2 separate regions of the Pan troglodytes genome follow, and region 2 is linked to region 1. The links are chromatin contacts, called in public Hi-C maps. All regions are on one chromosome and are shown on one strand. The core of a region is the stretch at or near the end of the contact, and the rest is flanking DNA. Distances in the headings are between cores, read along the strand shown. Region 1 has its middle 18 kb from the start of SEC14L3. Region 2 overlaps SEC14L4 (SEC14 like lipid binding 4).

What was found. Hi-C and Micro-C count contacts between places; a contact is called where the count stands out from the background.
Region 2: a contact with region 1 is called in a Hi-C map of induced pluripotent stem cells, with 1.7 times the contacts expected there. The contact joins two enhancer-like sites. A contact is called at or near these places in 3 of 7 Hi-C or Micro-C datasets (induced pluripotent stem cells and stem cell-derived neural progenitor cells).

The regions. Positions count from the first base shown.
Region 1 is chr23:32,572,423-32,578,912 of NHGRI_mPanTro3-v2.0_pri, forward strand. No RefSeq gene overlaps it. Among named protein-coding and RNA genes, the nearest start is that of SEC14L3, 18 kb to the right of the region's middle. Within about 2 kb of position 2,474, at least 7 of the 24 cell types and tissues checked have an H3K27ac peak or open chromatin away from gene starts, as enhancers often do. A contact at or near this core is called in induced pluripotent stem cells, where this site is marked.
Region 2 is chr23:32,610,250-32,616,739 of NHGRI_mPanTro3-v2.0_pri, forward strand. It overlaps SEC14L4 (SEC14 like lipid binding 4), which reads right to left. Exons shown (of 12, transcript XR_010156099.1): 8 at 5,178-5,261; 9 at 4,753-4,859; 10 at 4,538-4,677; 11 at 2,790-2,950; 12 at 1-2,582. Among named protein-coding and RNA genes, the nearest start is that of SEC14L4, 15 kb to the right of the region's middle. Within about 2 kb of position 3,287, at least 1 of the 24 cell types and tissues checked has an H3K27ac peak or open chromatin away from gene starts, as enhancers often do. A contact at or near this core is called in induced pluripotent stem cells, where this site is marked.

The DNA of each region.
Region 1 (6,490 bases), core at 1,224-3,723:
TTCTCCTGCCTCAGCCTCCTGAGTAGCTGGGATTACAGGCACATGCCACCATGTCCTGCTAATTTTGTATTTTTAGTAGAAACGGGGTTTCACTATGTTGGTCAGACTGGTCTCAAACTCCTGACCTCAAGTGATCCACCTGCCTCGGCCTCCCAAAGTGCTGGGATTACAGGTGTGAGCCACCGCACCCAGCCACCACATCCTGTTTTATCAGCAAACTTTTTGTGACCTGTATCTTGTGCCAACCTTCTATCTCATCCTGTGACTAAGAATGCCTAACCTCCTGGGAATGCAGCCCAGTAGGTCTCAGCTTTATTTTACCCAGTCCCTACTCAAGATGGAGTCACTGTGGTTTGAAAGTCTCTGATGTTAGGATTGGGGAAGACGCTTGACTGCCAGAATCAGAGGTTGGACACTAAACATAGGGACAGGCTGACTTGGGAGGCTGGAGGTGGGCACACGGCTGCTGTGGGATAGAGGGATAGAGAAGACATAAACCCAGAGTCAGTGTCCTGTTGGTTCTAACCCATTTCAGCACCTGTCACTTGGAGTGGACCCCTCGTACTTTTCTTAGCTCCTACTCTCGTATCTATCTCCCTCTTCCCTTCTCCCAGGGGACGAGTGCCAAATGGTCTCTCCCTGCCATTTTGATATCTTCTCTCCAGTCCTGCTCACTCTCTCTCTATATATATTTTTTTTTCATGAGAAGGAGTCTCGCTCTGTCACCCAGGCTGGAGTGCAGTGGTACGATCTCGGCTCACTGCAACTTCTGCCTCCTGGGTGCAAGCGATTCTTCTGCCTCAGCCTCCCGAGTAGCTGGGATTACAGGCGCCTGCCACTACGCCTGGCTAATTTTTGTATTTTTAGTAGAATTGGGGTTTCACCATGTTGGCCAGGCTGGTCTTGAACTCCTGACCTCGTGATCCGCCTGCCCCACCCTCCCAAAGTGCTGGGATTACAGGCGTGACTCGCCGCGCCCAGCCTTGCTCACTCTATTTTTAAAGTGCCAAACAAATCCCCTCCCTCTTTCTCAAAGCACAGTGACGTGCCACTGAGCCCTGCCCAGCACCTCAGTGGAGGGGGCCTGCTTGCTCTTTCTTTTGGTCCCGGATCCTGGGGTGGGAGAGAAATGTTTGCTGGGCCAGGGTTGGGAGAGGGTTGGAGAGCTGCAGCCACCTACCACTGCTGTACCCCAGGAATACGGGACATGGACATGGCACCCCCCTGCCCAGATGATAAACATGAGCTCCCAAAACGTTCTTTTAAATAAATTAGAGGAGCGCAAGGGGGAAAGGGAATTCCTATTCCCAAAGGTTATTTTTGGGGAGGGAAGGCTGTGCATAGGGCCATATTCTTTAGAATCTGTTTTATTAACTGACCTGTTTTGGGACATGTTACCCAAATAAAAGGTGTTTCTAAACAAAACAAGACAAAAATAACAACAAAAGGCCAATCTTAGGTTCTAAAATAGTGATGTTACCTGCAGGAGTACTTGGGGAAGCTGCATATCTTCTGACCTCCAGAATAATGACTGGCTATCATTTATGTCTACACCTTAGGAGAATTCAGCCTTCTCTGTTCTCCTACCCTGGTGGTCTCTTATTAGCTTCGCAAAGGTGGTTGAGTTTTGGGGAAGGGCTATTATCATTTAAACTATAAACTGTCTCCCAAAGTTAGCTTGGCCTAAGCCCAGGAATAATTAGGGGCAGCTTGAAGGCCTGGGGCAAGATCAGGACTTGGCTAGATCATATCTCTTTCACTGCCATAATTTTCTCACTGTTATAATTTTTGCAAAAGTAGTTTCACTCTGGGCTCCCTCTAGGCCAACACTCCCATTGCTGTAGTAGCTGCCTCCTCTGTGAGCATCTATCCTGGAGGCTGCACATCATCTGTGTGGCTTTCAGACGCCATTGGCCTCATAGTGAAGTGGGGTTAGCAACAGAGACTCCTCCCACCAGCTTGGGAGGGCTGAAGTGAGACATCCCAGGTTCCTGGCACAGAATGGGCAGTCGCCCCCTCCCAGGCAGCCCAGCCCCTGCCTCTGCCCCAAACTCCCAGGGGTAGTTGCTGAGTTTAGCAAATAACAGGGTGCTCAAATGTGAATTTCAGATAAACAGCAAAGGATGTTTCAGAAGTGTACCCCTAACATTGCATGGCACATACTTATACTAACCTGGGCATCCTGTATTTTACCTGGCAACCTTACTTGAAGGGGTATCCACAGAGCTGGAATACCTCCTTCAAACACTCTAACCATGTACAACTGGGAAGCTCTCTCTCCAGGGAAAGCTTACCTCTTTCCTGGGCAGGGGACCAGAAGCAATTCTTCGTGGCTGTGAGTTCCGTGCTAAGTCATTCATATGGGTGGGGAAACAGGTACAGAGAGGTCAACTAGACAGGAGGTGGCAGATGGTGGTTGTGATGGGAAATCGCCATTCCCTGTGTAAGAGGATGGAGCGGACCTCAGCTGGGATGGGGCGGGGTCTTTTCCCACCCCCAGGTTTTGTGGCCTTTGTCCTAGAGCATGCTGGGAGTCGGGTCCCAAGTGGCCATCTTCACGCAATACTAGCAATAACCACAAGGGGGGAGCACCTCCCAACGTGCCCATGTTGGCCGATTCAAACTGATTATTGATAAACTCTTAGTGAATTGCTCATAGTGGGCACCGGGTCCTGTTCTAAGCAATTCATGCGATGTGACTCATTTAATCTTAACAACCTTCAACAGAAATGGGGTACAAAAAATAATAATAATCTTCATAACCTCATCTTGAGATGGATGTTGTTATTAGGTCTCTGTTTCCTAGAGTTAAAATCACTGACCCAAGCTCACGCAGTCCCCTAACTCCCGATACCTCCCCCAGCCTAGGTACTGCTTTTGCCCACTGCCCTTCCAGCCTATGACCCTCTACACAGTCAGGGGATGATTCATAGGCTGTGTGACCTTGGGCAAGTTACCTAATGTTCTGAGCATTGGTTTTCTCTCTGCACAGTTCTCTGTAATGACCTGAAGCTGTTGTGAGGATTACAGACAAAATGATTCACAAAGCATCCAGGCAGAGTGGGGCTCACAGCAAGAGCTCCACAAATACTGGCCATTATTTTTGTGGCAAGAGACATCCACTTCAAGGGCAAATGATTGAATCGTTCCATCTGTGTCTAACCCAGATATAAAAAATGCCAATTACATGGTTCAAGGATTCCACTTTTAAGAATTTATTCAGAGGAACTAATTGGACAATTGTCCAGAGATGTGCATCTGAGGATTGTTGGGGTCTTATTTGTGTGAACTAAAAGCTTGGGAATTCCTTAATTGCCCAATGCATAAAGAAACATTCTGATCTGATCACACTCGTGGCTGAATCTCTCCAGGTCCCTCCTCTGTCCCAATACTTTTCATGGCTTATGACGGTCCCCAGGATCCAGTCTGAACACATCAGTTTGGCATTCAAAATCCCCTGGCCTCATCTCTCACCACACACATCCCTGCACCCATGCTATTGCCTCCCCTGAATCCTCGTCATTCTCTGGATGTGCCCTGCCCATCCTGCCTCCCTGCCTTTGCTCAGGCCATGTCATCTGCCAGCAATGCCCGCCCCCCATCCCATTTCCCTTTTTTCCCAGCCTTCAAGGTCCAGCTCTAACGGTACCCGCTCCATGAACCCTGCTTGGCTCCCTCCCCAAGACGGAATCATCTTGTCCTACAGTCCCCTCCATCACGCGCTCAGCCCTCCCCTTGGACACCCACAGAGCACGTGGATGGAGCTCTTTCTGTGTGCCATGCACTGAGCTAAGCATCGCATTATGTAACCTCCATCGCATTATGTAGCCTCATGAGACAGGTGCCATCATTATCACCTTCCTGCAGATGAGAAAATGAAGTCCACTGTGCAGTGACCCTTCATCAGCATTAACTCTGTGAACCCAAAAGTATCTGAGACAGGTCTCAATCAATTTAGAGGGTTTATTTTGCCAAGGTTAAGGATGTCGCCGTGACACAGCCTCAGGAGGTCCTGACAAAATGTGCCCAAGATGGTTGGGGTACAGGTTGCTTTTATACCCTTTGGGAGGACATAAGACATCAATCAATACATGTAAGATTTACATTGGTTTGATGTGGAAGGATGGGGCAACTCCAAGCAGGGGCTTCCAGGTAATAGGTAGATTTAAAAATTTTCTGATTGGCATTTGGTTGAAAGAATTATCAATAGAAAGAAATTATCAATAGAAAGTCTGGGTTAGCAGGAGGTGGAGGTTGCAGTGAGCTGAGATTGCGCCATTGCACTCCAGGCTGGGTGACAACAGTGAGACTTTGTTTTTTTGAGACAAAGTCTCCCTCTGTCACCCAGGCTGGAGTGCAGTGGTGCGATCTTGGCTCACTTCAACCTCTGCCTCCCGGGTTCAAGCTATTCTCCTGCCTCAGCCTCCTGAGTAGCTGGGATTACAGGTGCCCGCCATCAGGCCTGGCTAATTTTTGTATTTTTAGTAGAAATGGGGTTTTGCCATGTTGGCCAGGCTGGTCTTGAACTCCTGACTTCAGGTAATCCACCCGCCTCGGCCTCCCAAAATGCTGGGATTACAGGCGTGAGCCACCGCGCTGGGCCAAGACCAAGGTTTTATCATGGAGACGAAGCCTCCAGGTAGCAGGCTTCGGAGAGAACAGACTGTAAATGTTTCTTATCAGACTTAGGGTCTGTGTCGATGTTCATGTTGGTCAGCTTTTCCTGAATTCCAAAAGGGAGGAGGGTATCATGTCGCACGTCCGACCCCACTCCCTTCCCATCATGGCCTAAATTACTCTTTCAGGTAAACTTTGCAATGCCCCTGGCCGAGAGGAAGGGTCCATTCAGATGTTTGGTGGGGGATCTTAGAATTTTATTTTTGGTTTATAACTCTTACTAGTGTTAGTAAATCCATCGTGAGTGAGGAGGACTTTGGAGCCTTCCTTAAAATCAGGGGGCATTGCAGATAGGTGTGTGTGTTTGGCAGGGCTGGGGTGGGTGTCGCTGGAAGAGGACTGTGGAAGTGTTTGGCCTGGGCCCAGCTCAGCCATGCCCTAGGCTTATCTGTGGGCTCCAGGTTCCTTCCCCAGCCTCTTCTGGGCCTATTTAAGGAGGCTTTGGGGTGGCGGGCAATGTTTTTTTTTTTTTTCATGATGGCTGCTTCCCAAGAACAGTGAGACTTTTCCTTCCCTGGCTCTGCCTTGGCATTTCTGGGCTGTTGGAACAAGAACTTCTAAGTTAACTTTCCTTCTCACACAATGGGGGGCCTGCAGGCCTTGGTTTTCCTGCCCTATGCTGCTAGCTTATCACTTCTGGAATGAGGGGGCTGTGTTAGTCCATTTTGTGTTACTATAAAGGAATATTGGGCCAGGTAAGGTGGCTCACGCTTGTAATCCCAGCACTTCGGGAGGCCAAGGTGTGTGGATCACCTGAAGCCACGAGTTCAAGACCAACGTGGTGAAACTCCATCTCTACTAAAAATACAAAAATTAGCCAGGCATGGTGGCAGGCACATGTGTTCCCTGCTACTTGGGAGGTTGAGGTGGGAGAATTGCTTTAACCCAGGAGGTGGAGGTTGCAGTGAGCCTAGATTGCGCCACTGCATTCCCGCCTGGGCGACAGAGTGAGACCTTGTCTGCTAAAAAAAAAAAAAAAAAAAAAAAACACCAAACACGAAAAAAGGAATATTGGAAGCTGGGTAATTTACAAAGAAAAGAGGTTTACTTGGCTCATTGTTCTGCAGGATGTACAGAAAGCATGGTGCCGGCATCTGCTCAGCTTCTGGTGAGGGCTTCAGGAAGCGTTTACTCATAGCAGAAGAGGAAGGGGAGCCAGCGTGTCACATGGTGAGAGGAAGGGAGCAAGAAGAGGGGAGGGGTGCCAGGCTCTTTTAAGCAACTGTAGAGTAAGAACTCACTCATTATGGCGGGCAGGCACCAAGCCATTCATGAAGGATCTACCGCCATGACCCAAACACCTCCCACTAGGCCCCACCTCCAACATCGGGGGCCACATTTCCTCCTGAGATTTGGAGGGGACAAATATCCAAACTCTATTAGTGACCATTGGCCAAAGCTACAAAGTGGGTCTCTTTCCTTCCCCAATGCTGCCTCCTGGAGATTCAGGACTGGAGCTCAGCATCTAGACCCTGAGTAAGACTGGAGGCTAGAGGCTGGAGCTTGGGAAGCCTGCCTCTTACTGGCTGTGTGCACACAGTGGGAGCTGGCTTGCCAGGGGTGGGCATCAGCGGATGCTGATGGGCACTTTGCAGATCTCAGCTCTGGCCCTGGCCTTAGGTTCTTTGCACTGCTCCACCTCCTGGTGCAAGTCCCCTCCACTCAGCTGCCACAGAGGAGCTCTGGCAACAGCACTGCTCATCTTAGTCCCAAGGGCACAAAGGGTCCACGCTCTCTACCTCAGACCCTGCTTCAACATCGGGGCCTTTCCTTTGGTGGTCAAGGGTGAGACCACCCTGTCCCCCGACCCTGC
Region 2 (6,490 bases), core at 2,037-4,536, 39 kb after region 1:
GTGTCCCCAGAGTCTGCCATGCCTGGTGCTGGGCAGATACTCAATAAACACCCAAAAGCAGGCCGGGCTCAGTGGCTCACACCTGTGACCTCAACACTTTGGGAAGCTGAGGCAGGGAGGATGGCTTGAGCCTAGAAGTTCAAGACCAGCCTGGGCAACATAGCAAGACCCCTGTCTCTACTTCTTTTTCTTTTTTTTTTTTGAGACGGAGTCTTGCTCTGTCGCCCAGGCTGGAGTGCAGTGGCGTGATCTCGCCTCACTGCAAGCTCTGCCTCGGGATTCACGTCATTCTCCTGCCTCAGCCTCTCGAGTAGCTGGGACTACAGGTGCCTGCCATCACGCCCAGCTAATTTTTTGTATTTTTAGTAGAGACGGGGTTTCACCGTGTTAGCCAGGATGGTCTCGATCTCCCGATCTCGTGATCTGCCCACCTCGGCCTCCCCAAGTGCTGGGATTACAGGCGTGAGCCACCGCGCCCGGCCTGTCTCTACTTTTAAAAAATTAAATTAAATTAAATTAATATCAGTGAGTGAATAAATGAAGAAACAAACTTAGGGCAAGCCACTGCCCCTCTCTGGGTGACTTTTTTTTTTCAGTTTTGTAAAAAAGTGACAGTGTTAAAAATCAGACATGGAGGCCAGGCATGGTGGCTCATACCTGTCATCCCAGCACTTTGGGAGGCTGAGCCAGGCAGATCACTTGAGGTCAGGGGTTTGAGACCAGCCTGGCCAACATGGTGAAACCCCATCTCTACTAAAAATACAAAAATCAGCCAGGTGTGGTGGTGCATGTCTGTAGTCCCAGCTACTCGGGAGGCTGAGGTGGGAGAATCACTTGAACCTGGGAGGTGAATGTTGCAGTGAGCTGAGATCGCGCCACTGTACTCCAGTCTAGGCAACAGAGACTCTATCTCAGAAAAGAAAAGAAAAAAAAGAATTGGAAATGGGTTGCTGAGGACATGTGCCCCTGCTCCCTGCTGAGCTCCCAGTGTGCCCCTCCCCTCCTGAACTGGTAGGAGATTCTGCTCTCACCTCTGCAGGCGATCACTGCTCACTGCAATTCAGTTACTAGTGCCTGCACCTGACCCCATTTTTGTTTGCCACCCCCGCAGCCAGCCCGTATTTGTGATCACAGCCCTGTGATCAGAGTCTCAGGAAACACTTGTGCATGGGGCAGAGCAATCCTTGCTACCTGCAAGGAAACCAGACAAGGCTGTGCTGATGGAAAATCGGCTGTAGGTAGTTACACGGGCAAGAATCAGAGTTCAAGTCTAGGAACCCCTGGTTTTTAGGCAGAGGACATCAAGGCAGAGGATGTCAAAGCTGAAGTGAGGCATTACAATCCCCCATCATGACAACCGGTGGGCCTTGTGAAATTTAGCACAGGGTCCTCCCAGCTCCAGTTGGCCACAGCCTGCCATGGAAGCCCAAGTGCCTCTGGGCACTCCAAATATCACTGCATCTGGGGAAGCAGCAGACAGCGTGGCCACGCAGTGCAACAGGGTAGTGGGGATGCCTATCACATCTCCGATGCAGAGGCAGCCCCTGGACATGGGGATGTCCTGTGACTCTTGCCCGACAGCCCAGGCCATCTCCTTGGAGCCAGCACAGCCTTTTTTTTTTTTGCCAACCTGCTCAAACACCCAGTTGGAACAGGAATGCCTCGTGGCACTGGCTTTAGGAGTTTAATCTAGATGGTTTACTGTTTCTAGCAGCAGAGCACCTGTTCAGACTCTACGTATATGTACTCATGAATGGTGCAGCTGCCCAGAGAACCAAAGCTAAATGTTGGCAGGATCACAGCAGGTGTGGAGGGGAGGTCACTGGGAATTCCCTGGAGACTCAGTCGTTACCCACTCAACTGGAAGGCTGAGCATGGCTTTTTCCTCTGATGGTTACCCATGCCAGGCCCCACCTCTCCATGTCCAATGTTCTTTATTTATTTGTTTGTTTGTTTGTTTAGAGACGGAGTCTGGCTCTGTTGCCCAGGCTGGAGTGCAGTGGCACGATCTCAGCTCACTACAACCTCCGCCTCCTGGGTACAAGCGATTCTCCTGCCTCAGCCTCCTGAGTAGCTGGGATTACAGGCGCACACCACCATGCCCGGCTAATTTTTGTATTTTTAGTAGAGACAGGGTTTCACCATGTTGCCCAGGCTGGTCCCGAACTCCTGACCTCAGGTGATCTGCCCAACTCAGCCTCCCAAACTGCTGGGATTATAGGCATGAGCCACCACGCCCAGTCCATTTCCAATTTTCCATCCAGTGGTGGCAGAACAAACTTGGATGGGCCCCAGTGCTCTGCAGGAACCAGGACCCTCACCCAGCTGCCTCCAGCTGGGCCTGCCCACCCCTGCTGACCTCCTACATGCAGAGAATGGGGCTTCTCTGCTCTTCAGGCCTGAAGCTGTGATGTCCACAGGACCTGGGAACCACGCACACCCCCTGAAGCTGGAACACCAGGCATGGGTGAGTCCTGGGTGGCTGGATCTTGTCAAGATGGGTGAAAGGGCAGCTTCTGCAAGCAGGACCCATCCTCAGTGGACTGGATCATCTTCAGCGTTCTCATTCTCAGCCGCATTCTCTGGGAACAGGGAAAGAGGTTCCTGTCTGAATCTTCAGCATGGGCTATGCACTTGTGGCCCCTTCCTGCTTGGCCACTGTGCCAGGTGAGCCTACAATGAGATGAAATGGTGACGTGGGACAAGTGGCTCTCTGCAGCCACCTTCAGCACCACCCTGCCTGGGAAGGCAGGGGTCAGAGGGGTGGGTGTGAAGGGGTTGGAGCGCACAGGTAGAGGTGGCTGGGGTCTTCACTGTGTTGGGGAGGGTCTCATCGCCTTGAGACTCTGCAGCGTCTCCTCAGAGGCCTTGTCGGGAAGCAGCACCTCCACAGTGTAGCTGAGCTTCTTGGCATGCATCCGGCTGTAGGTGTTGTCGAAGCGCAGGACATCTGCAGTGATGGAGAGGTGATCAGGGAGCACAAACCCCGCACATCGGCAGGAAGAGCCAGCCCTGCATGGGTGCATCCCTGGAACCCTTGGGAATGAGCTGCATCCCTGGAACGTCCTGCATCCCTGGAACCCTTGGAAATGAGCTGTCCAGGACAGTGGGTGGGGCCTGAGGGCCAGCCTGTGCCCAGCCCTAAGCCCATTGCTCGCTGCCATCTCCATGGTGGCTTGCGCTACATGAAGGAATCATGATGGTCATCAGCATATAGAACAGCACACAGCCAGGGAGCAGGCGGCCTGGGAACGGGATCTTGAGCTCCACCTGCAGGGAGGAGCTGTGGCCCACGGACACAGTATGCTCGTACTGCGTCCTCGCCTAGTTGCGGTTGCACAGGTAGCTCTTGGGCCTCTCCATGCACCATGGATTCCATCACACATTATAGCCCCTGAATCCTCAAAGCAGCCCCATGTGGAAGGCAATGTCATCCTCATTTTACGGAGGAGAAAACTGAGGCTTGGAGAGGTGATATGATCTTTCAGCGGTCACAGAGCAAGGGAGGGGAGGTACTGGGATTCCTTTATCCAGATGTCCCAACCCAGGGAGGAGCCCTGCTACCCCAGGAGGAATGGGCTGGGCTACAGAAGCCGCTTTCCGTCTCACAGAAGGCATGTCCTTCAATGCCAAGGTCCAACGTGAACTCAGGTGTGATGAGTCGTGCAGACTTGTCTGTCTCTACTCTCCTAATGCTCCCTTTCCACAAAATGAAACAAGGTAATGTGTTGACTTAAGCATAAGCCACACCCTTCTCCTCCATAGGAAATCAACCTTGGGTTCCCCTTCTCCTAGCTCTGTTCCCAATAGATGTGGAAGGGCAGTGGTGTCCCTGAGCAATGCTACTTCTGGTAAAGCTGACTGAGCTGCATCTGGCCTGGAAGGCCTGGGGGTGAATGATAAGCACCTGGAGGAAGTCACCTCTTTGGGACTCCTGGAATGGGGTGGTTCATGCAACTGGGTGGTCCCCTTGCCAAGACCCCTGACTCTAAGTCCATGGCCTCTTACTTACCTGTCTCTTAGTCCAGTGATCCCGGTATAGGGGCTTCTTAGGAGCTGAGCCCAAGGCCCTAGGTTCTGAATACCAGCTCTTCCCCCACAATGAATCTCTGCCCTCATACCTACAGGTAGGGGCCACTCATCTGATCCATGGCCCCAAAGCCGGCTCCCCTGGAGCTTACAGAGATCCCCCCACCCTCCCGAGAGCTGGAAAGAGAGGGCAAGCAGAGGGGAGACTGGCAGGGAAAACAATTCCAGTAAACCCTGCAGCTCTTACAGACGCCAGCCTGGAGGCAGGTGAGGCTCCCATCCTCAGGCACCATGTGGGCATTGTAGCGCTGGCTGGGCAGCACCTCTGTCATCTCCCTAGCACTCTGCCGCTCCCCCATCTTGGTCTTCAGGAAAACCCCAAAGCCGATGTCCCCACCATCTGAGGCAAACTGCCACCTGCAGTGGATAGAGCCCCATTGGCGACCCCCTGCCTGGGCTCCAGGCCCCTCCCAGATGTGCCCAGGTGTAGAGTGGCTGCCATCCCTACCTGAGCACACAGCCCGGGAACAGGATCTCGTTCTCCACCTGCAGGGAGGAGCCGCGGCCCACGGACTTCGTGTGCTCATACTGTAGCCTCACCTGCTCGCACAGGTAGTAGCTCTTGGGCACCTCACCCCCGTAGTTGATCTGTGGGTGAAGGGGGTGTGTGAGCACTAGATCACAGCTTCTCCCCTCCTTCCCCATCCTCTGGGCACCCTGTACCTTGGTCAGGCACTTGGGGTTGCCATCGGGGTCAGTCATGGTCCCCCCAAACTCCACGGGCAGCTGGTCGGGGCTGATGAATTTTGTCAGCTCCTGCTTCCAGTTGTCTGCGTGGGAACAAGAGAGGGACTCCAAAGGGACTCAGGAGACTCAACAGAGGGCAGAGGGGGCTGAGCCTGGTGAGGGAACCTGATATGTCCTGGGCGTGCTCCCCTGGGCGCCTACTCCTAAGAGTACCCAAGACCTTTATGTGGCTCCCAGCCCATGGTCTAGGACCCAAGGCATTGCCCGTGTGTGTGGAGGCTCACCAGGGTCAGGCCAGGGGTAGTGCCCGAGTAGAGGACGAGCCAGGGAGAAGCAGGGTCTTTAGCATTGACCTCTGCTTCCCAGGCAGATGGACACAACCAGGGGGCCAAGTCGCTCACCTCCCAGAATCACAATCTTCCTGCGTGTCTCCTCACTCATGAACGACTTGACCAAGTTGAAGGCCACGGGGAACAGTTTTGGGGCTGAAACACATGTAAATCTCTTGAGAAGCTGGACCAGAAAGGACGTGGGGATACAGAGCCACAGCCAAGAGCAGGTGCTGGACAGGAGGTGGACAGATATGGATTCTGTCACTCTCTACTGTGTGACCTTCAGCAAGTTACCCACCCTCTCTAAGTCTTAGTGCAGTTAACTGGAAAATGAAGGTGAAATAATGTATGTATAACACCTGGCACAGTTCCTGGCTTTCAATAAATGGTTGTCTCAGGCCAGGCGCAGTGGCTCATGCCTGAAATCCCAGCACTTTGGGAGGCTGAGGCAGGCAGATCACTTGAAGCCAGCAGTTCAAGACCAGCCTGGCCAACATGGTGAAACCCCGTCTTTACTAAAAATACAAAAATTAGCTGAGCGTAGTGGTGCATGCTTGTAATCCTGGCTACTCGGGTGGCAGCGGCACAAGAATTGCTTGAACCTGGGAGGCAGAGGTTGCAGTGAGCCAAGATCACGCCACTGCACTCCAGCCTGGGTGAGAGAGTGAGATTCCATCTCAAAAAAAAAAAAAAAAAGAAAAGAAAAAGAAAAATGGCTGTCTCCCCAACCCAGTTGTAAGGGGTTGGGCACAAGCTGGCTCTAGGGTCAGCAATATTGATTCCCCAACAGTATCTCTTCTTTTCCACACTCCAGGTTGTCTGGAATCTTCTTGGGTGTGACATCTACATGAGACTTCCTGTCCTGCCCTGAATTGCTCACACTCAACTGAGCACTGTCTGTGGGCCAAGCTCTGTGCTCCATCTTCTCCACACACTGTTTCATTTAACCTTATAGTTATCTTTGGGGAGGGGGCTATTGTATCCCCATCTTACAGAATGGGAAAACTGAGGCTCAGTGAGGTTAAGTAGACTTGGATAAAATCATAGAGCTAGTTAGATTTGAACCAGATCCTCTGACTCTGGAACACATGACATCACCAGGGCAGCCAGGGACCATTCCCGCTCAAAGTGTGTCCATCCACTAGTGTGGTCCATGGACTATCTGTTCCCAGCCCACACTGACATAAGTAAGTAACAGTAAACATTTAGAAACTTATAACTTGACATTGCTGCAACATACCAGTGCATGATTTTGTATATTACAAAAATATCAGTCTGTGAAGGACTGAAACTAAAAAGTAAAGCCAGAGGCCGGGTGCGGTGGCTCACATCTATAATCCCAGCACTGTGGGAGGCCGAAGTGGCTGGATGACTTGAGATCA